5 separate regions of the Sus scrofa genome follow, and all the other regions are linked to region 2. A link is a contact called in public Hi-C and HiChIP or PLAC-seq data. All regions are on one chromosome and are shown on one strand. The core of a region is the stretch at or near the end of the contact, and the rest is flanking DNA. Distances in the headings are between cores, read along the strand shown.

What was found. Hi-C and Micro-C count contacts between places; a contact is called where the count stands out from the background. HiChIP or PLAC-seq counts read pairs in DNA pulled down with a chosen protein or histone mark.
Region 1: an H3K27ac HiChIP or PLAC-seq map of skeletal muscle shows a contact between it and region 2. The contact joins two enhancer-like sites. A contact is called at or near these places in 2 of 47 Hi-C or Micro-C datasets (both in skeletal muscle) and 2 of 2 datasets of contacts at active chromatin or transcription factors (alveolar macrophages and skeletal muscle).
Region 3: a contact with region 2 is called in a Hi-C map of subcutaneous adipose tissue, with 1.8 times the contacts expected there. The contact joins two enhancer-like sites. A contact is called at or near these places in 1 of 47 Hi-C or Micro-C datasets (subcutaneous adipose tissue) and 1 of 2 datasets of contacts at active chromatin or transcription factors (skeletal muscle).
Region 4: a Hi-C map of omental adipose tissue shows a contact between it and region 2, with 1.6 times the contacts expected there. The contact joins two enhancer-like sites. A contact is called at or near these places in 1 of 47 Hi-C or Micro-C datasets (omental adipose tissue) and 2 of 2 datasets of contacts at active chromatin or transcription factors (alveolar macrophages and skeletal muscle).
Region 5: an H3K27ac HiChIP or PLAC-seq map of skeletal muscle shows a contact between it and region 2. The contact joins two enhancer-like sites. A contact is called at or near these places in 1 of 47 Hi-C or Micro-C datasets (skeletal muscle) and 1 of 2 datasets of contacts at active chromatin or transcription factors (skeletal muscle).

The regions. Positions count from the first base shown.
Region 1 is chr16:46,488,588-46,493,593 of Sscrofa11.1, forward strand. The region is part of intron 2 of PIK3R1 (phosphatidylinositol 3-kinase regulatory subunit alpha); the gene reads left to right. Among named protein-coding and RNA genes, the nearest start is that of PIK3R1, 56 kb to the left of the region's middle. Within about 2 kb of position 2,669, at least 3 of the 83 cell types and tissues checked have an H3K27ac peak or open chromatin away from gene starts, as enhancers often do. A contact at or near this core is called in skeletal muscle, where this site is marked.
Region 2 is chr16:45,641,961-45,647,577 of Sscrofa11.1, forward strand. No RefSeq gene overlaps it. Among named protein-coding and RNA genes, the nearest start is that of CD180, 57 kb to the left of the region's middle. Within about 2 kb of position 3,346, at least 44 of the 83 cell types and tissues checked have an H3K27ac peak or open chromatin away from gene starts, as enhancers often do. A contact at or near this core is called in omental adipose tissue, skeletal muscle and subcutaneous adipose tissue, where this site is marked.
Region 3 is chr16:46,370,572-46,375,436 of Sscrofa11.1, forward strand. No RefSeq gene overlaps it. Among named protein-coding and RNA genes, the nearest start is that of PIK3R1, 62 kb to the right of the region's middle. Within about 2 kb of position 3,465, at least 7 of the 83 cell types and tissues checked have an H3K27ac peak or open chromatin away from gene starts, as enhancers often do. A contact at or near this core is called in skeletal muscle and subcutaneous adipose tissue, where this site is marked.
Region 4 is chr16:46,296,714-46,301,581 of Sscrofa11.1, forward strand. No RefSeq gene overlaps it. Among named protein-coding and RNA genes, the nearest start is that of PIK3R1, 140 kb to the right of the region's middle. Within about 2 kb of position 3,023, at least 4 of the 83 cell types and tissues checked have an H3K27ac peak or open chromatin away from gene starts, as enhancers often do. A contact at or near this core is called in omental adipose tissue, where this site is marked.
Region 5 is chr16:46,393,848-46,398,775 of Sscrofa11.1, forward strand. No RefSeq gene overlaps it. Among named protein-coding and RNA genes, the nearest start is that of PIK3R1, 38 kb to the right of the region's middle. Within about 2 kb of position 3,099, at least 32 of the 83 cell types and tissues checked have an H3K27ac peak or open chromatin away from gene starts, as enhancers often do. A contact at or near this core is called in skeletal muscle, where this site is marked.

The DNA of each region.
Region 1 (5,006 bases), core at 1,419-3,918, 850 kb after region 2:
GACTAGTATCTATGAGGGCTCAGGTTCGATCCCTGGCCTCGCTCAGAGGGTTAAGTATCCCACGTTGCCATGAGCTGTGGCATAGCTCTTCGCAGACGGGTTTGGATCCTGCATTGCTGGCGCTATGGTGTAGGCCCTGGGCTACAGCTCTATGTGCTTCAGGTGCAGCCCTAAAAAGACAAAAAGAGAAAAAAAAATTTTTTTTAAATAGATAAAATAGAATACTTAGTAAGGCGGTGTGATTCCTTACTGACGTTCGTAATATTCATTCAACAAATAGTTAAGCACCCATTGTGTCACCTGATTTTCCCTTCTTTCCTTCCCTTTTGGGGCCTCTCAGTCATACTTGATATTTAGTCTTTCTAAATCATTCGCCTCCTGAAGTTCCGGGGACTCAACTAAATTATTTTCCTGGTGGGGATAGGAGGGAGCCCCTTTCTCTTTCCCATTTATCCTCTACCCAGCATCATAATTTGCTATATGCTGTAAATCGTAATCTTTAAATCAGACTCCAATTTAGGTGATAAGAATCACAATTAATTAGACTAGCCTGTCAAAGATTAAATGTAATCTTGCATTTCAATTATCTCAACGCCAAGGCTTTAGCTCCAGCCATCAGAAGTGCAGCTGTAATGTCTGCCTATGTTTAATAAAGTCTTTGCCTGCTCTTTGTTTCCTGTATTGCTTGTCTAGAAATAAATTAAGTAGGCAGAGGATCTCAGATCCCTTTCATTTGTTTTTAAGCTGTGGGGCAGAAGAGATATAAATGCAAGATGAAAAACTTAAAAGTTACTAAAACCTAATTAGTTCAGAGTATCTGAAAAGATTTGCAAACTTCTTATTTAAATCTGTTGACAGCTCTTTTAATTCCTTCCAACTAGTTATCGCTGATAACAGTATAGTTGTGGCTGAAGATTTACTTTCACATCTCTTCTTTCTACTCCCATTTCCAGTCACCCTTTTTTATTTACTTATTTATTTATTGCCATGCCAGTGGCATGTGGAAGTTCCTGGGCCAGAGATCAAACCTATACCATGGCAGTGATCCAAGCAGCTGCAGTGACAATGCTCAATCCTTCCTTTATTGTCTGCGCCACAAGGGAACTCCACAGTTGCCCTTGTTTTCGTTTTTTTTTTTCTTCCTCCTCCTCCAAAGGAAAAGTCCTTGTTCCCACTAAGCTCCATATCATTCCAACTTCATCTTTCCTTTATATTCAGAAAACTGAAGTATAATAACTCAGACCTTATCAGGGAAAAGTGCAATGTATTTTAAATAATGTGATAATGTAGGTATGACTCATTAGATAACTTCTGAAAAGATATTGAGTGTTTTCATATATAGAAAGGCAAACTGCAGATGTTCACTCTGTTAAATATGCTTCCAGCTTGCCACCTTAAAAAAGTTCCGAGAATTCTTATAATTCTTAATTATAATAATTTCTGGGAGTTCCCACTGTGGTGAAGTGGGATCAGTGGCATCTCTGCAGCATCAGGACACAGGTTTGAATCCTGGGCCTGGCATAGTGGGTGAAAGAATCTGGCATTGCCGAGGTTGCCATGTAGGTCACAGCTGCAACTCAGATCTGATCCTTAACCTGCCAAATCCATATGTTGCAGGGCAGCCTAAAATGAAAAAAAAAGAAAAAAAGTTTCTGGTCTTAAAATTTGCCAGTGCAATTGGCTATTTTAAAAACCTGTTAATAATAATGAAAAAAGATTGCATGAATAATTCGAAGTTAACAGCAGCTACCCATTAGTTTGTGCTTTGCTACATGCTAGGCACTCTGCTTACCCATGTTTGTCTATATATCACTCATTTAGTCCTTGTTATACTTAAAATTATTCTCATGTCACAGATGAAGAAACCGAGGTTCAAGTTAATTAGCATACCCTAAGTGGCAAAACCAAGATTAAAACCCAGCTGTCTTTGGCTTTAAACCTAACAGTTTTAATAATTTATCCACTACTGATTAAACAGGTGTGGTCCAAAATGAAGGAACTCAGAATTGTTTTGTTTGCGGTTTTTAGATGCATTATCTTAGCCAGCATTCGTTATGGCTTTGCCCATAGAACTTGAGAAGTTTAAACGTTCAAGATATTAGCCATATAGGCATAAAGTATGAACGTGCTTATAAGGTGTATTTAAGGAAAGTATTTGGGGTTTTTTTAGATTTTTGCCCACCAGAATGTACATTTTTTTCATTTGAAAGAATGAGGGAGATTGTGTCAGACAGGAGTAAAGTTTTGATTGAGCAACAGTTAAAAGACAAGCATCTTAATTTAATATTGATCCACACTTTGCATATACTTTCTGTGTATTTGTGTTACATTTTAAAAGGTAAGTGGCAGTTTTTTATGTACTTCCAAGCTCCTTCCATCAGTAATGAAATACTTGGCTTGGGCAGTCTCTGGAGTCCAGAATTTCAGCTTAAATTTTCCATTCATCCGTGCCAGGCAGTAACTCTAAAATATCTTTTTTTTTTTTTTTTTTTTTTTTTTAATGGAGAAGGCTCCAAAAGGTGCAGCTGTGTGCTGGTTTCATCTTGCACTTTGTAGCGGTGTTGGCACCGTTTACCGTGAGGAATGCCACTGTCTCCCACACGCCACTGGTGCCCAAGGACTGTTCAGGCCTGTCCGTGTTAGTGGTATGGGAAGGGCCTAAGTTGGGAGAGAAGGGCTCTTCTGTTCCATGTGATTGGTTGTCACCAGGGCAAGTGGGGAGGGGAGAGCGGAGTGGGGAGACCTAGTGGAAAATGCAGCTCTGATGTGTCATCAAAAATTTCTTCTGCAACCTGGGACACCTCGTTCACTGGTGTCCTTGTTAAGGACCAATTCCCCTTTTCCTTTGAAATAATACATGTCTTGGCTTCACCACCGCTTTTAGAGCCTTCTGCTCTTCTTGTCTTCTTTCTCCTTAAGCGATACAGATTTCTTCTGATGAAAAATGATTCCCCAAATGAAAAACTGATGTTGGACTGAAGTAGGGGAGTTGAAAATTCACCCAGAGTTTTAAGAGTAGACTTGGCTATCCAGACATACACACTGGCTACAGCCAGATTTAAAAAAAAAAAAAAAAATTCTTCATTCAGGTGTAAAAGTCTGTCTGGAAGGCGAAATCAAGTGAGAATTGATGTGTCAACTTGATGAGAATCATGCTCTGGTAATTTGTGTTTTGTTTGATAGTCGCCATATATAATCTCTGTATATTTAAATATGCATATTTAGTTATATCACATTTTAGTTTATTGAACTGTGTGATATGGTACTTTATCATGGACTTTTCAGAGGACAACTTGCCAAATTTGGTACTTCCTAGCAACTGTCATTTCCTGTTGGAATTTCCTAAGGTGGGATCTAACAGAAATGTAAATATTGACCTTGTATATTTGATAAAATTAAAGGAATGGTGGATTTTAGGGTTGTTGAAATAATTAGTATTTTGCTTTAGAACGGCATTTTCGACTTTCGCTGCTAATTGATCCTGGTGCCCAAAGTGGAAAATGTGAACTTTAAAGGCTTCTTGTGTAGTGCTTCCTCATTCCCTATGTTTAAACATTTTAAAGGGGAAATGGATTGAATCATAGATATTGTGCTAGAGAATAGGAAATCCTTGAATTGTTACTTTAAAAAGTCTTCTCTCTTTGTAAAATTTACCTTTTAACATTCCCATGGCAAAACTTTGATCAGGTAGGATGGATTTCTCTACTTGGGTAATATACTTTCTTCAATATTAAAAATTCAGTGATATGTTCAGTCAATATAGTACAAAAGGAGTACCTGTACTCCACACTATATGGTCTAGTTTTTTCTTATTAAAATATTCCAGGGTGCACTTTGTGAGGTGTTGTTGCAAGGACCTGGTCGCCATCACAATGCTTTTTAGAAACTTCATGTAGCATTTGAATGAGTAAAACCAGTGGTATTTTGCAGCTCAGGATATGGAAAGGTAACTACCATATTTGCCAGAGACACATTGAAAGGCTAAGGAAATAAGGTAGTGTGCCCCCCACCCCCACCTTCTTCAAGCTGAAGTGAAGAAATAAGAGCAGTAGAAACAACTTTATATGTAGTATTTGCCAACCCAGTAATAGAACAACTGTCAGATGCATATTTCAATCACTGTTAAGTGAAATCTCTAATTATCACTTAACTTCCATATTTGCCTGCAGAAATGATTGTGTTGATAAGATTCTACAAGGCGATAAACCTTGATTAAGTAATTCCATTTTCAGTTGCCAACTTTATTAAAAAAAAAAATGCCTGTGTAATTTATGAAGAACAGGAAGGAGGAACTAGGCATGTTGGTTGGACGAGTGTTGTGTGGATTTGTGGGTTCCTGTGTTTGCTGTTTAGCTTTTAGCTTTCTGGACCTTGGCATGTGCTGTGAGCTCTGTAAGTTTGAGAGGACCATGGAGAAACACTACAGTGAGCCCCCATTAGTAACATGTCCCTACCTTTATGTTTTCCTTCTGTCACCTTATGCTGCTGGGATGATATTTTGCACAGTGTAGAAAGCATTTACGGGGGAGGAGGTTTTTGTGAGCTGATCAGCTCAGGCAAAGGGAAGTAGTTGATCATTTGTCAGAGGAAATGAAATGTTGTGCTCTTTCATTTTCTAGTATTTCTTGTTTTAAATCTTAACCGTGCTTTCAATGCTCAAGACTACAAACCTTGCAAGGTATTGGTGTTTCTAGCACTTTTTCAGGTATCCTCATATTTTTATAGATTTTGGCCGAAGTTATTGCTGGATTTTTGTCAGGCAGGGGGTGAGGGTTACCCAGATGGATTTGCTTCTCCTAATAGCATGTCCTAAAATGTACTGTTAACCCAAAACAGATTGCTGGTTCCCTTCCTGGCTCTCCTGATTCAGGGAGTTTGTGGTCGTACCCAGGCATCTGTCTTCCACAGGTTCTCCCCGTGATCCATTGGTGCAGGCAGGCGGGGGAAAAACACGGGTGCGGTGATGTTCCCACTCAGCTCTCCTCATCGTGACCATCATTATGGCA
Region 2 (5,617 bases), core at 2,096-4,595:
TAGGGTATGATAGATGGTTATAAGTTTTGTAAAAGGAAGACAAGAGGGGCATAGGGAGTTTCAAGGGGAAGGTTGCATTTGATTGTCTTGAAATAACCAGACATCTGGCAGTACTCAAACATAATTTTGGATGTCTGGGTGATTATTTTCAGTTATCTTGCAGTTATTCAGTTCTTTTAAATAATAATATTCTTAGATTTGTATAGTGCAGTATAATTTTCAAAGCATTTTCATATCTATTATTTCCATAGACTGTGCCTCTGCCAATTTCACGTAGATAAGCAGTTTGCTCCATTCAGGCACAGACTTGAAGTATATTAAACTTGGACTTTACAATGCATTTAGGTGATTTACTGGAAAAATGCCCCTTTCCATCTTATGAATGTCTTATGGTGAACTGCATCAGTCTTCCCCTCAGGAAATGGAAGAGTTAGATGTCTCCCATTGGCCTTGTGGACTCTTGAGAAGCCCTGGAATGAGGAGGAGGTGTTGAACACAGGAGCATGTTGGTGATTGTCACACTGCCTGGGATATTTGTGAGCATAGCCCCACTCCTGTCATGCATGTCGATCATGTAAGTGACAGAAAGCCTTTGCAAACCATCCTTGTCACCTGTGTAGGGATACTCTGCAATCATTGTCACACCCAGGCCCAGCACCCCATCTGCTACTTGGCTGTATGTTTCTCCTTGGGGGCCCTACTTCCACATCATTTCATTTGGTCTGCATGAAGCTCAGCCTCCTCTGCCTGCCCCTTCTAACCTGGCTTTGGCCCTTGTTTGAGGATTCAGTAGATCCCCCCCCCCCCACATTTATAAATCTGCTGTTTCTTCCTGTCCTTTCTTCCAGTTACCTCTGGGCCAGTTCAGGACTTGTGAACTCTGAACACATGTCTGAATAATTGTACTGATCTTCTCTCTGGTCACTTCAATTTCAGTTTTAGTCTCAGCATTCTCCTCTTATTCAGCCTCTCATCTTTTGTGCTCTGATGAGACCAGTCTGAAGAGTCCTTGCAGGTCCCAGTTCTCCATGAGCTTTGCTTATGGCTCCTCCCACCAGTCTCCCATGAGAAAAACCAGTCCCCCTTCTCTTGCTCTCTCTGACTCATCCATCAGGCTCTTGCTCCAATGCAGCCTCCTCAAAGATAGGCTTGTCAGATAAAATACAGGATGCACAGTTCAAAACGCATTTCAGATAAGCAAATATGTTTTCACTCTATTTCTCTAATATTGCCTAGGACATAATAAAAAAATTATTGCTTGTCTAAAATTCAAATTTTACTAGGCATCCTGTATGTTAATTTGCTAATTTTGGCAACTCTACTCCAAGCAGTGTTCTCTGGCTATTCTGACTTTGGTTCCTATGTACTTACCAGAGCTCCATGTCTGTGGAAGGCTTCTAGCATGTATTCACAATTTTGAGTCTTTTTACAAGAGGATAAAGTGTAAGGAGTAAATTAAGAACTAGCACCATTTACATTCTTTAATTAAATAATTATGGAAAAACTACTTTATGCCAGGAAGCATGAAAGGCAGTGTGCATGCAAAGATAAAAGTACTGCCTGTTCTCAAAGGTGCCTGGCACAGTTGCACCCCGGCCAACACACAATTACAGGGCAGCATTTTGGTGGCCACTCTGCTTACTATGTGTTGAATTCCTTGATGAGTTAGATCTGGAAGGATGACTTGGTGAGGCAGAAAGAAAATCTTTCTGGACAGAGAGAAAAAGATGTGCAGAGGCCCAGGTGAGGGAGAAAATGGGGCGTGGCCAGTAAGTTGGAAGAAGTTCATTGTTCGAGGGGGAACGTGTCCTATAAGATGACACATTGTGTATCTGGGGGCCTGGTGGTTAAACATTTACCCACTCTCCACTGAAGATGAGGTTCTGAAAGTGGATAAAAGCCAGATTCTGTCCTTTGTCCTGAAAGCTGTGGGGAACCATTGAACCATTTAGAGGAGTGTCACCCTCAGATTTATTTTTCAGAAAGAAAATTGAGAGGTTGGATTCAGGCGATAAGATCGGTGGCAGGGAGGGGTTGCTGCATTGATTAGGCTGGAGATGCTGAGGGTGGTGGGATTGGTAGGTGGACACATTCAAAACATGAACAGAACCTGTGGCCAAATTGGATACATGTTGGAGTTCCCATCGTGGCTCAATGGTTAACAAATCTGACTAGGAACCATGAGGCTGTGGGTTCAATCCCTGACATCGCTCAGTGGGTTAAGGATCCAGCATTGCTGTGAGCTGTGGTGTACGTTGCAGACGTGGCTCGGATCTGGCGTTGCTTTGGTCTGGTGTAGGCTGGTGGCTACAGCTTTGATTAGACCCCTAGCCTGGGAACCTCCATATGCCACGGGAGGAGCCCCAGAAAAAGCAAAAAAAAAAAAAAAGACAAAAAAAAATTGGATACATGTTGAGGGGGAGATGTGAACATTTCTGGCCTGGGTAACTGCAGGGGTGGCAGAGATATCCATCAAGGGAGAGGGGACAGGAAGTTAAACAGGCTTGGGGGGTGGACATCTGTCTGAACATGTTTTACCTCACACTTGGCATTTATTAATTTGGCTGTATTTTTTTTTTTTTCTTTTGTCTTTTCAGGGCTGTACCTGTGGCATATGGAGGCTCCCAGACTAGGGGTCTAATCGGAGCTACAGCTGCCGGCCTCCACCACAGCCACAGCAACGCAGGATCCGAGCCACGTCTGCAACCTACAACACAGCTCATGGCATTGCCAGATCCTTAACCCACTGAGCAAGGCCAGGGATCGAACCCGCAGCCTCATGGTTCCTAGTCAGATTCGTTTCTGCTGCACCACAATGGGAACTCCTTGGCTGTATTTCTTACTTAGCTTTTCATGTGTTCTGTTCCCTCCCCAGGTGGACTCTGATTCTTCTGAGGTCTTGGGCCTCATGAACCCACCTGGGTGAGCTCCAGAGTCTTTAACTCATTACCACTCCCTGTGAGTTCACCTCCTACACAGGCTACATGAAGCCCGAAGCACAGCCTGACAGCAGCTGCAACCACTGTGTCTGCACGGCTGAGTATGGCAGGAACTTGGAGCTGGGACCCAAGTTCACCCCGAAGATGTGTTCCTCCTCTGAGGGGAGCTGAGCACCCACACTGACCTTGCCCGCTTCTGGGAGGGACGACCTCGTCTCACAGTGGCTGCAGAGGCTTTGGGTCAGAGCGTGGTGACCGGGCCCTCAGAAACCCTGCTCTTTCTCTTTGCAGAACCCCATAAATCCTTCCAAAGGGAGTAATTCCCTCAGGATCAGGAGGGCCTTTCGCATTCCTGAAATCAGTGAAGGCACAATGTATAGGGATTTCTGAGAAAAGTCAATGTGGTGTGAGTATGATCCCTGGGTGTTACCATGCAGCAGAGAAGGCCTTTTTTTTTCCTCCATTGAATGGTGTTCTTTGCTCTCAAGTTAACTCATGCACTGGATTGGGTCCAAGTACATTTTGTTTCTTGATTTCCAGCCAGGCTTCTCTCAGTTATGGTGCGTTCTCTGCTTTGCTCCCCTCCTTCCCCGCCTCCTTCTCTCTTTTTATCAGCATTTCAACTTTTCCATGTGACTGACCTGATACAGAGGCAGACCCACCAGCCTAGGTCGGGCTTCCCCGGAGGGGGGCCAGAGGGACTCTGGATGGTGGCCCCTCACTCAGCCACGGCCCGCGCATCAAGGAGGGTCTGTGAGCGGCTGAAGCAGAAAGCTTTTGAACTCTGCCCTCTGCCAAATGATTTCCAGATGTGTAAACTCCAGCCTCCCTCTGTTCTCTGACTGTAGCCCTGCCAACATACATCTGCAGATTTCTAGTGCACAGGAAACATGAAAGAGTATCTTTTACAACATCTGCTCTCTTTCCCCAGCTCTCCCCCTCGGTCTTCTCAGACTCTGCCCCATATTTCATCTCCCCCCTTAAACAAATTCATTAAGGAATCAATGCACAGCTCCCCCTGGTCCACAGATGCCAGCTTGTCTGTCCTGCCCATCACCCCTGCTCCCTACCAAGCCTGTTCTTGGCTCTTAGGACAGTTGACCAGAGCACCACTAGAATTATTAAAGAAGCATATTGGGCTTGCTAAGGGAGAAAAGAACTGAGTTTTCTCTATTGGGCTGGTGCCAGTCCACAAGCTGTAAGAGGAGGATTTGGCTGTACAGAGGATAGAGCAGGACCCTAAAGATAAAAACACAGGTCTCCCTGAAGAGTTCACATGCGGTACCTTTTAGGAAGAGGTGAGGTCTTCTCTTAGGGCTGACCTTTTTCCACGGACGGACATTCAGTTTCTTGAAATAAGGCAGGCTGCTGTAAAATTGAAAGTATTTATGTGCAGAATGAGTTCCTTGCTTCTTTTCATCTCCTGGGGATGGCACCCACCAAGCTAAGAAGAGAGAAGAAGCTGTGTCCTTCTCATTTAATTTTTTGGCCAGGCCTGTGGCATGCAGAAGTTCCCAGGGCCAGGGATTGAATCCCTGCCTCAGCAGTGACAATGCCCAATCCTTAATCCATTGTGCCACCTGGGAACTCACAGAAGACTTGTCATTAATGTAGCTCAAAGGGGGAGAAAAGAGAGATCCTTTTAGCAGAACAGAAGAGAAGATTGTTACTGAGGCACCCACTCTCACTGGGAAATTGATTTGATCACTGTGGAAATAAATACTTTCATTCTGTCCTTTGTCCAAGTGGACCCTAAACTCCCTCTCCTGCTCCATCCCGGGGGACATGGCGTGAAGCCAAGGGACAAAATCTGGGAGGAAAAGAGGGTTCCCTATGGAAGGGAGTAGAGAGTTGAGGGGGCCTAAGGGCTCAGGGGTCTGAGAGAAACGGTTGTAGGTGAGGAGTCCTGTGTCACAGGCCTGCAGCCTCACCTGGGAGGCAGCACAGCCTTCAGGGGTTCAGAAGAGCTGTGAGCCTCAGGAGTGGCTAATAGGTAACTTTCTGGACTCTAGGTAAGATTGTTCTGCCCACTGATCTGAAGGGGCAGTGGAGAATGGGCTTCATTTACGTTCTGCTTTAATAGTCCCAAAGCACTTCAGTCTGTGGTGTCAGGTGAAGCCCTAAATTTGTCTGGGTTGTTGCCACAGTGGCCTCCCTATTCCAGACAAACAAACCAAGAAACACATCAGCTTTATACTTCAAGTAGGGCTTGTTTCAGAAAGAACAAAGGGAGGAGATAAAGTTGGTTCTGGAATTCCTCTCCTTCCACCCATGTCTTTCCATGTCTCCCCAGAGATGTCAGAACACTCTTGCAGCTATATAGCTTCTTCCTATGGAAGAGCAGAATCTGTAGACTCTTTCATACGAGGGTGGGTGGATAAAGGGCAAAGAAACCTTTTCCTTCCGAATGAGAACTTGACCTTGTTAACTGTACAGCTCTTTCAATGGCAACCTCTTGAGGGTAAAATGCAAACTGTATTTCCAAGTAACATTGCTGGTGATAAAATGACCCCAACTGGTCAGTTGTATCTGGGCTGGGAGGAGCTATAAAGAACCATCAATTCCGACTAAGAACTCCCTGGGTCTGGTGACTTTTGTAATGGGGTGTCCCTTGGGTGGAATGAAAGCCATGTCTAGGAAGTTGTTACAGGAGATAGTGACTCCTTTTGGGGAGTGAG
Region 3 (4,865 bases), core at 2,215-4,714, 730 kb after region 2:
CTTGTTACCAATGAAGTATAGACTCATCAGAAAACACAGCAAAAAAATGAAATTTCTTAATACTAATGATCCTGCACAGCCAGAGATAACTGATATAAACACTCTGGTGAAGAACCTTTGTATTCTGCATAGGTAAAGACAGAGATAGAGCTTGTAAATCTAGATCTAAAGAGATGATAGTTATGTCTATAGATATGCTTAGGTTTGTAAGCACAGACATAGCTCTGTTTATACACATCGATATTTGTCCATTGATAGCACTACCACCTAGAGCTACAGAAGATGTTCGGGTTGACTGCTCTTTATGGGGTGGAGGAAGAGCATATTTTGACTGATAATCTGCCTTTTTCAATTAATTTAACATTCCCTTTATTTAATCCCAAATCCTTTTCTTCCTAAAGCTTCAGACTTGATTGTTCCCCACTAGTCCAAGTCTAGCTTTGCTCTCCACAGCTGTAATCCCTTTTTTTAGCCGTAGTCTCTCCTGTGAGCCCAGCTCTGCTGTGGGCAACTGGGTTCAGGGTGTCCTTAGATTTTCCTACCACAAAGAACTGGCTGCTCATCTTATGTCTTGGCTCAAGTGACTTGGCTTGCAAATTTCAAATCAAATGTATTCAACGAGCAGCTACAGTTTCCTCCTGTGCCCTCAGACTCAACTGCGACCCTTGAACATGTTTCCCAATGGCAGAGATTCTTCCTAAAATTTCCACTGTTGGGATCGTAGATGTAAAGACAAAAATAATCATCACAAATTATAGATAACACTTTCTGTTGTCTAGAAGGCTAAGGGCTTTATAACTAACCCTTGGAATCACTCTTTAGGTAGATACCCCTGTTGTTATTCCCAGTTTACAAATGAGGAAGCCAAGATTTAAAGAAGTATCTAAAGTTTGATTCAAACCAGGATTGACTCCTTAGCCTGGATTATGCTACACTGCTTCTGTCTATACTCTGCGTTTCCCACAGAGGATTTGGCAAACAGCCAGGATGTTGATTCTAGGTATTAAACTCATCTTTCTCAAGGTTTTCATTTTTTTCTGGGGGAGAAAGAGCTGTGTCAGCAGATAGGCAAGAGGAGGTGGTTATCAAGGGAGGTGGGGCATCTCCTGGGGATGCCTCATGGTTTAGAAGGATGACTGAGCATGATCTTATTTTGAATTGTGTACGCTCTATGTGTCTGACTGCTGTGGGGAATCCTTTTCACAGTGCTGGACGCCAGGCCCAGCAGTTGGCTGGCTGGGGCTTCACCTCAAGACAAATTTGACTTGGAATGTTGTTTCCACGAAGACTCTTCCTTTAAGGAAGTCTTCACAGTTTACACTGAGCAACTCCTGATTAGTCCCATTTATATATGTGATTTACTCTTGTTAAAATCAGCTGATTTGGAGCAAAGGCCTTCCTAGAGATACTTTTCTTCTGTTGAGAATCTGCTGAAGTTCCATTTTGACTGACTTCTGTGAATACCCTCTCTTCCCCTTTTTTATCGACTTACTGTTGACAGACCTGAAACTGGTCCTGAGAGTCCCATGAGTGGGTCACTGTGGACCTTGTTCTCGTAAATCCTAGTTTGACAATGACTCACAGGAGACAAGTTGAAAAAATAAATAAAAAGAATAAACTTGGGGTAAGCTCGTACTGCAGTGGCCAAAGTAGAACCTGGAATAGGATATTCAAGAACTTAGCGTATTTGCATCTGATCAAAGACCTTCTTATCATGTGCCTCTAACTCATTAACAATAAATGTGAGGAGTCTAGATGTAGTCGTGAGATCTAATTATAAGAATAGATGTTGGAATGTATTTCCCTGAGCAACAATTTCAGTGATGTTGCAGAAGCATAGATTGTTGCTGACACAGGGAAACCAATTTCTCTCCAATTATACTCCTATGTAAGGTGTTCCAGGGGAGCGGGAGGGAGTGAGGACTGAGAGTCTGGGGTTAATAGATGCAAACAATAGCATTTGGAGTGGATAAGCAATGAGATCCTGCTGTATAGCACAGGGAACTATATCTAGTCACTTGTGATGGAATACGATGGAGGATAATGTGAGGAAAAGAATATGTGTGTGTATATATATATATATATATATATATGTATATATATATATATGACTGGGTCACTTTTCTGTGCAGTAAAAATTGGCAGAACACTGTAAATCAACTATAATGGAAAAAATTTAAATCATTAAAGAAAGAAAAGGAAAAAAATTACAAAGGGGAAAAAAAGAAGGGTGCTCCAGCAGCACAGAGGGGTTAAGTTTGTTCAGGGAGAGTCACTTTGTCTACTGCAGCTGAAGGCACAGAGGTTGCGGTGATGAGGGTGTAGATACTTCATAAAAAGGAGGCCTCAGGCTTTAGGGCTGCCATACATGATGGCTTTAAGACTCCCAGCTTTTAGGTCAGTCCCCTGTACTTAATAAATGCCACAGAATCCCAAATTCGAAGGATGACTCCCCATCTTCTAAGAAATCTCCTTCTGACCAGCTAGACATTGAAAGGCTACAGGTATCAGTGTTCCCAGAAGCACAAGCCTATCTGATCACCCTCAGTGCTTCACATGGACTCAGGTTCATAAAATGCTTCTTGAGAGGAGTTCCCATCATGGCTCAATGGAAACGAATATGACTAATATCCAGGAGGACGCAGGTTCGAACCCCGGCCTCGCTTGGTGGGTTAAGGATCTGGCGTTGCTGTGGCTGTGGAGTAGGTCAGTGGATATAGCTCTGATTTGACTCCGGTTTGACTCCCTAGCCTGGGAACCTCCATGTGCTCTGGGTGTGGCCCTAAAAAATAAATAAAAAGATGAAAATTAAAAAATAAAATGCTTCTTGACCTTTAGATTAACATACCATATATATTTTTATATATAGCTTATTTATATATACTTCATATCTATATACATATACATATATATGTGTGCATATATGTATACATAAATGAAGGCAAATGCTTGAATTATTTTACAAATATAAACTAAATGAATAAGATCAGAGTTCCCGTCATGCCACAGCAGAAACGATTCCAACTAGGAACCATGAGGTTGCGGGTTCAATCCCTGGCCTTGCTCAGTGGGTTAAAGATCCGGCGTTGCCATGAGCTGTGGTGTAGGTCGCAGACCTGGCTCAGATCTGGCATTGCTGGGGCTCTGGTGTAGGCCAGCAGCTACAGCTGCAATTAGACCCCTACCCTGGAAACCTCCACATGCCGCTGGTGCCACCCTAAAAAGACAAAAAAAAATTATATATATATATATAAGATCCCAGTTGGGCAGTGTTTCTTATATCTGTCATAGGATAATGTGTTCTAAATGGTGGTGACTTCAAGTCCAGAAATAAGGAGTAGTATGGCTTTGATCCCAGTCCACTGACAGTTCTTAGCCAATCTCTGAAATTGTTGGAGGCTTGGGTATGCTTCAGCTCAGTGATGGGACACCGTGACAAAAAGGCAGACTTCTTGTAAACAGTGGTGGTACAGGCTGGGCTGGGCCGGGCCAGGCATCTTTCCCCTTGGTGAGGGCTCTATTTAGAACCAGAGAAATCAGAGCGACAGGGCAGGGGAGAGCCCTGAAGCAGTGTGTTGAGATCTCTCTTTTGACAATACATATTTTTTGGTGACCATCTGGGGATTAAATTAACATATTTAAAGTTCAAAAGGGAATAGAAATTCATTACTAGAATGGGAGAGGTCATTTTTTTCCTGGATCCCTCCCAACAAGAAAAATTGAGAAGAGGATTTGTTGCAGGACAAACCCAAAGGGATTTTTTTTTTTTCCTTCAAAGCAGCCAGCAGATGTTTTCATTCTTTTAAGAGCCAACTCTCGGTTAATCAGCATTTGGATGTTCAGTTTTTCATTTATTCAGTTTTGCTTTTCTTGCTTATGTACCAGACCTGAAAAGAGCTCCTTTCTATCCAGCATCTGAGAGATTCTGCTCTTGCTTAGACTATCTCCTACCAGTTGAGAAGAGCAAAGAGACCAGAAAATAAGGTTTATTTTCCAATTTATTAGTGTTTTTCCTTCTTTTATTCTTACCTTTTCATTTTTCCTCTCTACCATGATACTCTTCCATCAACCCCTTTGTGCCAGGAGTTTCATCATCTGTCCCAATCCTCTCCCCGAGACATGTATCTCCTCTCATAACCACTCCCTGTCACTTGGTGTTACACAGGACAGTTAGAAATTTAGGGCAGGTTTCAGAATTTTATAATGCTGAGTAACACTGCAGTAAATAACCTCGAGTTCTCATTCACTGAAGTACTTTTTTTTTTTCCAATTAAAAAAAATCTTTTTAAGTAGCATCAAAGATAGCATTGCAATTCAGTTGTAGTTCTAGATGCAAACTCAGGGTCCAAGATCATGGTCCTCCAGGATAGACACATCTTTTAATATAAACTGTTCATAAGAGAAAGAAAGGATGTATAGAGTACTGTTACATCATTATTTCACTTCATTTTCTCAAAAGCTAAGCTATCACAAGCCCCATTATACAGATGAAGAAATTAAAGTTTAAAAGCAAGGTAACTAGCCTGAAGTCACGCAGCAGGTAGAGGGCCCTCAGTTAGCCTTCCATTTCAGATCTGTCCAGTGTCAAAGCTTTGTTTGTACCATGTCTTTCCTCCCAATTCAAGAAAGGACAGAAAGGAGCTCCCTTGTGGCTCAGTGGGTTAAGGATCCGATGTTGTCACTGCTGTGCTTTGGATCACTACTGTGGTACAGGTTCGATCCCTGGCCCGACAACTGCTGCATGCCACAGATGCAACCAAAAAATAGAAACAAATAAGTAAATAAAAGAAAGGACATTTAATGACTTTAAATATCCTCTACTCTTCCTTGGTTGCAAGTATATTATCCCTTTTTTCAGTGGTTGT
Region 4 (4,868 bases), core at 1,773-4,272, 650 kb after region 2:
GCTGTTGTTGCAGTTGCAACATAGGTCATGGCTGCAGCTCAGATTCAATACCTGGCCAAGGAACTTCCACTTGCTGCAGGTGTGGCCATAAATGAATAAACAAACAAACAAACCAACAATCATATGTCAGTATTTCAAAATAGTAATAGTAGCCAGCTGCCTGCCACCCAGCCCACCACGTGATGGAATGCAGATCATGTTGAATCTGCAGGTTCTGGGTCTCAGTTCTTTACTGTGTAACTTGGTCACATTGCTAACGCTCTGAAACTTAGTTTCTTTTGCAAAATGAGGATAATAATAATTCAAAGTTCACAAGGCTGTTGGGATTGTAAGATGCTCTAATACACAGAAAGCTTTTTGCATGATACTAACTTAGGAAAACAGTAGTACAAATTGTTCAGTGACGGCAGAAATGGTGGAAGAGTCCCATGCGTGACTAAGGGTTGTAGAATTTTGCCCATCCCACCTATCTATCTTTTTGACAATTTCTTGGTAGCCTAAGACCAAGCACATTTGTTTGTCTAGCCTAGGGGTTGACAAGTACAGCCCTTGGGCCAACGTCAACCCCTGTTTTCGCAAAGTTTTCGTAAAGTTTATACAACTCACTAGCTGACATATTGTCTATAGCGTCTTTCAAGCTACAATAGCAGAGTTTTAGTATAAGTGCAAAACCTAAGAGGCTTACTCCATGGTTCTTTACAGACAAAGTTTGCCAACCGTTGGTTTGGCCTGCTATGAGGTACTAATTATATCCCAACAGACCTATACTGATACAGCTTTTCTGCAGGACCAGCTGCATAATTTGTTAGGGCCCATTGCAAAATCAAAATGCAGTACACACTGTTCCAACATTAAGAATTTCAAGACAGCAACAGCAAGTCATTATATCAAGCACAGGGATCTGTGTGTGGAGCCCTGTGTCGGTGCAGAGGTGACACACCGTGGAGCCAGCCCTGCCTTTATGTTGTCTGGACTTCACTTCCCAGTATAAACTCCATCTTCGTCTCCTCCCTAAAGACCTCTTAAAGCAAAATCTAGAACAAAACAGGAAACATTACCAAAGTTATGCCATAAAATGACTCCAGGTACACGGAGTTTGGAGTTATCTATTAAAGGGATAACTTTTCACTTGATCCATCCTTCCTTCACACGACACCACGTTTTCCCTCTTGTTCTTTGTCTTCGATTATTATCCTGGATTTGCTCTACCTTTTAATGTTACTTATCTAACCATAATAAACACCCTATCAATATTGGTTAGCTGACCCAAGGAGAGTTGTCATAGTTGGTGTTTGGATTCTGACAATATGAATGCACTTTTCCTTGAAGAAAAAAGAAGGTATTCTGTATTTGTAACCTCATGAGACTGGAAGTATTCTAAAGGTCAGAATGGCAATTCGCAAAAATTCAAAACAAAGTGAAAACACTCAGGTTGCCTTTTTCTTACCTTTTCTATGAAGCATCACCTCCCATCTAGATTCCAAATTTACAACATTTCTTATTTTTGTATTTATTCATTCATTGATTTTTATGGCTACACCTCATGGCATATGGAAGTTCCCCAGGCCAGGGACTGAATCCCAGCTGCAGAATGAATCTACCCCACAGTTGCAGCAGCACCAGATCCTTTAACCCACTGCCCTGTGATGGGGATGGAACCCGCACCTCTGCAGTGACCCAAGCTGCTGCAGTCAGATTCTTAACCCAGGGTATCATGGCAGAAACTCTTACCTTTTTAAAATAAAATTAATACAAATTGTATAGATGTTTTAAATTGGGTTTGTATTTTTAAAGTATTTACATATGTCTGTACCATCAAAGTTAGGACTTAAGAAGGCTTAGTGCCTCAAGATCAGCTAGGAAATCATTTTGCTAGGCATATTAGGAAGCTGATCAGACAATCTCCCTCCTCTTCATATCATTTTTGCTACAGTAACATGTGGAATAAGACACAGAAGAATTAAAAACAACAGAGCAGAGTAGACCCTCATTAGATCAGCATCCTTTCCAAGCTCATGTTTTGTCTCTGAGAGAAGAAGGAATGATGAAATTAAGTGTGGAGCAGAGACTGAACTTCTTTTGTGGGCAGTGCTGCTCAGGCCTCTCTTCCCCACCAGCTTTCCAAAGCCAAGAACAGGAGCAATGTTCTCTGGATAGTAACCAAGAAAAGACTCCCATTTGCTCAGCCCCTCTCTTGTTTCATTCCTCTCTAGCCCCACCCACCCTCTCACACTTCCAGTTATTTGCGTCAAGCCCCTGGAAGTCAGGGAAATTTGTGTGCATTTATGGAGAGTCAGTCAAGTTTTTTTTTTTGCTTTTTTGTTTTTTGTTTTTGTTTTTGTTTTTGTTTTTTGCTTTTTGCATTTTAGGGCTGAACCTGTGACATATGAAAGTTCCTCCCAGGCTAGGTGGCACATTGGAGCTATAGCTGCCAGCCGACACCACAGCAACATGAGATCCGAGCTGCATCTGCCACCTACACCACAGCTCATGGCCACACCAGATCCCCGACCCACTTAGCTAGGCCAGGGATCGAACCTGCATCCTCATGGATCCTAGTCCAATTCATTTCCCCAACAGGAACTCCCAGTCAAGCTTTTACACTGTTGTCTCCACAAATCATTTTGACCCTCCAGCTTCCACCAATACTGGTCCACTCTCAGCCAGTCCGAAGAGAGTGACCCTAAGATGAAGGAAGCACAAGAGATTATCTGAGAGAGTGACACACTGAAATGCTAGTCGGGTCATGGCTACGCCTGGCCAGGGTGGCGTTCTCACGACCTTCTCCTTAGAGCACAGTCCTGAGTGTATCTCTGCCCCTGGCCTTCTGGAGTCAGGCCTCTTTGCTCCTCTTTTCCTTCTGGCCATCCCATCCATTCTGTTAGCTCCATGGTGTCCTTATAGTCCATACCTTTGCTGCTTTAATTCACCCAGAGCTAGTGTCTGTGGTTTGTAACCAAGAGCTCTGACAGATACAGATGGTCTTTGAGAAGTTTGGCAGTAGACAAAAGGATAGAAATAGCCCAGTAATTTAGAGTGGGGTCACTTTCCCAGAAGAAGTGAGGGCATCTGTGTTCACTTGGCACCTGCCAAAGCTACCTGCTTCTCTGGCTAATACAGAGTCCTGGGCTCAGTGCTCTGTGGCAAACAGGCCTGTAGCTCAGGCCCAATGGTCGGGACTCAGCTATCCTAAACTAGAGGTCAGAGAGAGGAAGCATTTAAAATGGAAAAGAATCATCTGATCATATGCCACACACCTCCCTCCTCCCCTTCTCGTGATGGTCACTACCACACACAAAATGAATTCAGGGTCAGAAAAGAAAAGTTATCTGTGGAAACAGACAGTCATTTCCATCTTTTCTTCTTCATGGTAGGAACACCCCATAGTTACAAGCAAGGGTTCAGGGTGCCAGAGATCACTGACCTATTCAGATAGACACACTTCTTTGTGTTCACAAATATTCGTGCATTTTGGTATAAGCAAGAGACGCTTCGGAGATGCGTCATTTCTGGGAGTGAGACTGACCCCTTCTGGAACTGACGATTTGGATGACAGAGAGCTGCTGAATAATCACATGATCTAAGGCAGGAGAACTGTTTTGACCACTATCAAGAGAAGTGACGTTGAAATCAAATTTTTTTTCCAGAAGGAAATAGAGACTATGGGTGTTGCCATGGTGGCTCTGCAGTTAACAAACCCAACTAGTATCTCTGAGGACTCAGGTTCGATCCCTGGCCTTGCTCAATGGGTTAAGGATCCAGCATTGCCATTAGCTGTGGAATAGGTCAGAGATGTGGCTCATATCCAGAGTTGTTGGGGCTGTGGTGTAGGCCAGCAGCTGTAGCTCCGACTGGACCCCTAGCCTGGGAACCTCCATGTGCCACAGATGCAGACCTAAAAAGACAAGGAAAGAAAGAAAGAAAGAAAGAAAGAAAGAAAAAAGAAAGAAAGAAAGAAAGAAAGAAAGAAAGAAAGAGAGAGAGAGAGAGAGAGAGAGAGAGAGAGAGAGAGAGAGAGAGAGAAAGAAAGAAAGAAAGAAAGAAAGAAAGAAAGAAAGAAAGAAAGAAAGAAAGAAAGAAAGAAAGAAAGAAAGGGAAAGAAAGAAGGCAGGTAGGCAGGCAGGCAGGCCGGCAGGCTACCTGACTCTATCTGTCATCTGAACAATGTTCTATCACATGATGACCCCACCACTCCGGGAATGAGGCTTTCCTTTATGGGAAATAGAGACCTGGGGTCAACAGCCCCGTGGTTAGGGAAGCAAGAAGCTGGGTGAGTGCCATGGGAAACGTACACGGGTTCCCCCACAGATTTCCCCTGTGAACAAAAGCAGAAATCCACCAAAAGGACAAGGAAGTTAGATTCACGTCCCTAAAGGGGAAGATGAAGCATGAGCTGTGCCTGTGTGAGCAGGGTGACGCCACACAAGTGGAAAGAAAGGTCAGATGCTGGGGAGGCCAGAGTCAAGGGCAGCATGAGGTCACGGGATTAGAATGCCAGGGCTTGAATCCTGGCTTCAGCATTTACAAGCTGTAGGACTTCAAGCAAATTAACTGAATTATCTGTGCTTTGTTTTCCTCATCTGTAAAATGGGAATGAAAATGATTATCTCATAGGGTTGATGTGTGGATTAAATTGGTTAATACATGTAAAGTGCTTAGAACAATGTCTAACACATAGTAACCCTGTATACACGTTAGCTATGATTATCAGTGCTTGCTATTCTTACTATGCTGAAATGTTTTGCCATATATAAAGCAATATACAGTTGTAAGGCATGGTGTTGGATTGACCAGTGTGTTAGACTACTAGGGCTATCATGACAAAGTACTGCAGGCTGGGTGGCTTAAATGTCAGAAATTCATTTTCT
Region 5 (4,928 bases), core at 1,849-4,348, 750 kb after region 2:
TAAGGGGAGAGAGGTGAAAGATTTTTCCACGTGTACCATACCCCTTGAGTTTTGAGCCCTGCAAATTTATTATCTATTCAAATAAATGGATATGTAGGTGGGTAAGTTGATAAATATAAAGATATATAAAAAGAAAAGTAGTAAGTAAAGGACGGAGAGAGCGAGTGAATGTATCCCCTAACTGGATACACCACTTACAGCCTGTTGTGCCACCTTCCCTGCCTTCACTTCCTCACCTGTAAAATGCAGATAATGGCATCTACTTCACTGGGTTGTGCGAATTAAATAAGACAAGTAGGGCAAAGTTTCATAGTAAGTATACACACACAAAATGCTAGTATTTGTTTGGCTATAGTCCTTGTGATCCTAAGAAAATGAGTTTTTGTCCATCTGTACCTAAACCTATAAGTAGGTTCTCCTACTTCTGTGAGATATTGCACAGGATTTTAAACTTCTCTTGCCCTCAGTTTCTATAACTATAAAATGTGAGTAATAATAATATAACAAAAACAATACTAATAAATTCAAAAAGCCATCTCGCTGACTTGATATTTGTTGATATTAAAAAATGATGGTTAATTTTTTCAGTGTGGTAATATTAGGTTTATTTTTAGTGAGTCCTTAACATTTTATTAATAAAATATTCATAGATAAAAATATCTAGTATTTGCTTCATTAATAATAGAGGAATATGGAGTTCCTGTCGTGGCGCAGTGGTTAACGAATCCGACTAGGAACCATGAGGTTGCGGGTTCGGTCCCTGACCTTGCTCAGTGGGTTAACGATCCGGCGTTGCCGTGAGCTGTGGTGTAGGTTGCAGACGCGGCTCGGATCCCACGTTGCTGTGGCTCTGGCGTAGGCCGGCGGCTACAGCTCCAATTCAACCCCTAGCCTGGGAACCTCCATATGCCACGGGAGCGGCCCAAGAAATAGCAACAACAACAACAACAAAAAAGACCAAAAAAAAATAATAATAATAATAGAGGAATATGTGGTGGCAAGGATAAGAGTGACCATGAATTAATGATTGCTGTCATTGAGTCATGAGCACATCGGGATCATCAGACTACTCTGACTTTGTGTATATTCCAATTTTTCCCTAAAAAAAGCTTTTTCCTAAGAGGCTGTTGTTAATTGAGAAAATATATCATCCAGTAGCAGGTATGAAGTAATGACTCAATGAATGGATGCTGGGAGCCGGCCGTAGAGCTGGTAGTTACATCAACAGTTGGAGCTTCCTATCTATTTTTATTAGCCTCAGTTAGATGGTCGGGAACAGAAGCTTACAGCAAAACAATGGATTAACTGATAGATGCAAGGAAAACTATCAATTTAAAAATTTCTCCTGATGAAGAGTCCAACTTCCTGATGTTTGGAGAAACACCAGCCACCCCTCCCACCCCCCTAATAGAAGTCTACAGAGCCTGACCCTTAACAATCACAGCTCTCAGCCAAAAACCAAACCCTGGAAAACGGTAGGATTTTCTTTCACTGTTAAGTGGCAAGAACCGTTTTAATTTTACCTTCATTTTGAGCTTCATTTTGGAGCTTAAACAGTATCTAACGGGGGTTTGTTTGTTTGTTTGTTTTTTCATGCAAATGTATCTTTACAGTCAAATACCTTATTTTCATCCATTTAACCCTGAAGAAAAAGGGAATTTCAGTTACTGATGTGTGGTTGTTTTAACTTGGACACTCATTAGTATTGGAGGAGTGGGGATTTGGAAGTGCTGCCTTCAAAAAAAAAAGTTTCCCCTTTAATTTATTTTTACCCTTCCCACCTCTATCTCCATGGAAATGGGGTCAGAGGCCACAGAGAGCTCTCAGGGAGCCAGCAGCTGAGAATGAGAATTCTCACTTAGAGATTTTAGCTGAAAGCTATAAACCGCTTTACAAAGACCAGCTGAGTCTTGGCCACTGCGGTCTCTGGTTTTTTACACTGATGCATAAGGTATCCTTTTTTTTTTTTTTTTTCTTCCCTGTGTTAGAGGAGAAAGAGATGCTCTTAAGTAAAAATCATTTTTCATTTAAACTTGAACTTCTCTCCTGTAAATCAAAGACAGTGACATTCCTTCGGCAATTATTTTCAATTTAAAAAATTTTAATGATAGTGTACATTTGGAATTTAGCAATTATCACGTTTGCTCTCTATCCTTTCAAGCTTATGACAGTACTGGATATTTGAAGAAAAACACATTGAACTTGCTCATCGCATGCTATCAATTGCAAGTGATTCTGGTGAGTGGAATATCACCATGACACAATTCTAAATCACTAGAATGAAAATAAAAATCTCAAGGTTATAAGCAGTCAGGACCATTTCACAGAATGTTTTATAAATTAAAGTATAATTTACTACTGGCTCCTTTTCTTAAACTGTTAACACTATTTCTTCTTTTTTTCACTCTAAATATTCCGTTAACTTTCTTATAAACTATTTGAAAATATCTGAGGGGGCTGGTTGCCCAAATATGCCAACTATTTTAAGTTATTTTTATATATCACACATTATTATTATATTCATTAGCAACCAAGTAATTATTGAAATAATATGAAATGTAAATTTGCTTTTGAAAAAGCCCTGCCAGGTCCTGATTAAATTTGGATCTAAAAATCTATGTTTCAGGCTATCCTTTTTTTTTTTTTAAATATTCTTTTTCTCTTCATTCCACACATCGTTATGGTTCAAAGTTTATAGACTCAACATTATTCCCAAGTACTTTTGCAAAATTTCACCATTACTCTTGCCCAAAGTATTCAGTTTTTACTTTCTAATCAATCATTAATCCTACAACTTCTCTGAATTTTCCAGAATTTAGTTTCAGTAAACATCAGAACCACAGCACCTCTTTTGAAGGCTCTAATCAGTCTTTCTCTCTCCTTTCTCTCTCTCTCTCTCTCTCTCTCTCTCTCACACACACACACACACACACACACACACACACACGTCTTTGTGGTCAGCAGTCCAAGGACATTGCCTTTATTCCTTAGTGTTCCTTTGTCTCTCAGCCTCTTGCATGTCTGTGCTGAGTCCTCCCTCTGTCCTGGGTTGAGCCCTTATTCCACTTCCCTTTGCTCGCAGAGTGAACCAGAACATTGTGTTCTGAAGCTGCCCCAGCACACATGCTTCGTGATGCTGCCAAGTTTGCAGCTGACCAATTGGCCTACTTTAGAGGGCTTGATTTATAAAATTTACAACCCTTAATTTCCACCACCCATTCCTCCCCCCACCCCTGAAAAAGAGTGTGCCAGACGTCCTGATAAATCAAGAGTCCTTTGGTTTCGGTGCAACAAAATGGGCAGTCATTTCTTTTTCCTTCATTGGCTCTCAGCCTTGCCAGTCCCTCCTGAATAGATGGAAAATAACGGTTGATGTGTTGTAGGAAGACATTTGATAGTGGCTGCCTCTGTATTAATAACTCGTTTTAAAAGAAGTGTACTGACAAAATGATACGCTCTTCAATTTCTGGAACTCTGCACTTCTCAAGTAATTCCTATTCCAAAAACCAATCCAGGCAAGTTTGTCTTCTTCCAAATTAGGAAGACAGAGTTGGGCCCTTGATTTTTGAGTGAGGTTGGCTCAGTTGGGTCTTTTGAATTTGGATATTTTGATTACTCCTTATTGGCTCTACTAAACTTTTTTAATAAATGCACAACCAAATATGAGAAGGTGAAGGTTTAATGGAGAGAAGAAAAACTGTGGAAACCAGTCTCTTGTGATTTTAGTGATTTCTTAAGTTCTTTCTCCTGCCTCTTCAGAGAAAAAGACCTCTGTCAGGGTAGATCCCAAAATTTATGAGGCCTGAAGCTTCTCAAATGTGGAACCCTCTTTATGAAAGAGAATATGAAACTAGGTTCAAGGTACAAATTGATTTCAAATGAAAAAAATCAAAGCATAAAAAATTACAAATTCTAGAAAGCATCCAGAAAAATAGCATTATCATCATTAGTTTTAATTAACAATTTTTGCTACAATTACAACTTAAGTGCTGACCCATCTATGTAATACATCTTTTCCCTATATTTTTGGCGTTATACTCATTGATCTTTTTTCACATGGTAAAAATTTTACAATGCCATTTTATGTACAGAGAATAGAAAGACAACTTTGTCTTCTGACATAATAGATAGATGTTTTTTGTTATTTGTGGTTTAGAAAGGTTTCCTTCCGCTCCAGAACTTGTTGATCATGCCACAGCTGAAATAATTTCTTGATCTGGAGGTACGTCTTGTCCTAGGAAAAGCCCTCTGAGACTCCAGACCTTTGTTATCACTGGAGAGGGATCCAACTGGCTACCTGGCTATGGCTGTCCAGCTCAGCCTGGTCCAGCATCCTGTTGGTAGTCCTGGACAAGGGAAGCAGGGTCGGGGAAGTGCAAGGTGAAAGGTGCTCATGGTGGAGTCTTAGTCTGGAGGGCCCTGGGTAGAGAGGAGAGGAGCATCCTATTCAGAATCTTCTTAACCCTCCTGCACTGTTGGTGGGAACGTAAATTTGTACAACCACTATGGAAAATAGTATGGAAGTACCTCAGAAAACTATATATAGAACTACCATATCACCCAGCAACCCCACTCTTGAGCATATATCTGGACAAAACTTTCCTTGAAAAAGACACATGCACCAGTATGTTCATTGTAGCACTAGTCACAATAGCTAATATATGGAAATAATCTAAATGTCCATCAACAGATGAATGGATTAAGAAGATGTGGTATATAAAAACAATGGACTATTACTCAGCCATAAAAAAGAATAAAATAATGTCATTTGCAGCAACATGGATGGAACTAGAGACTCTCATACTAAGTGAAGTAAGTCAGAAAGAAAAAGATAAATACCATATGATATCACATATCTGGAATCTAATATACAGCACAAATGAACCTTTCCACAGAAAAGAAACTCATGGACCTGGAAAACAGATGTG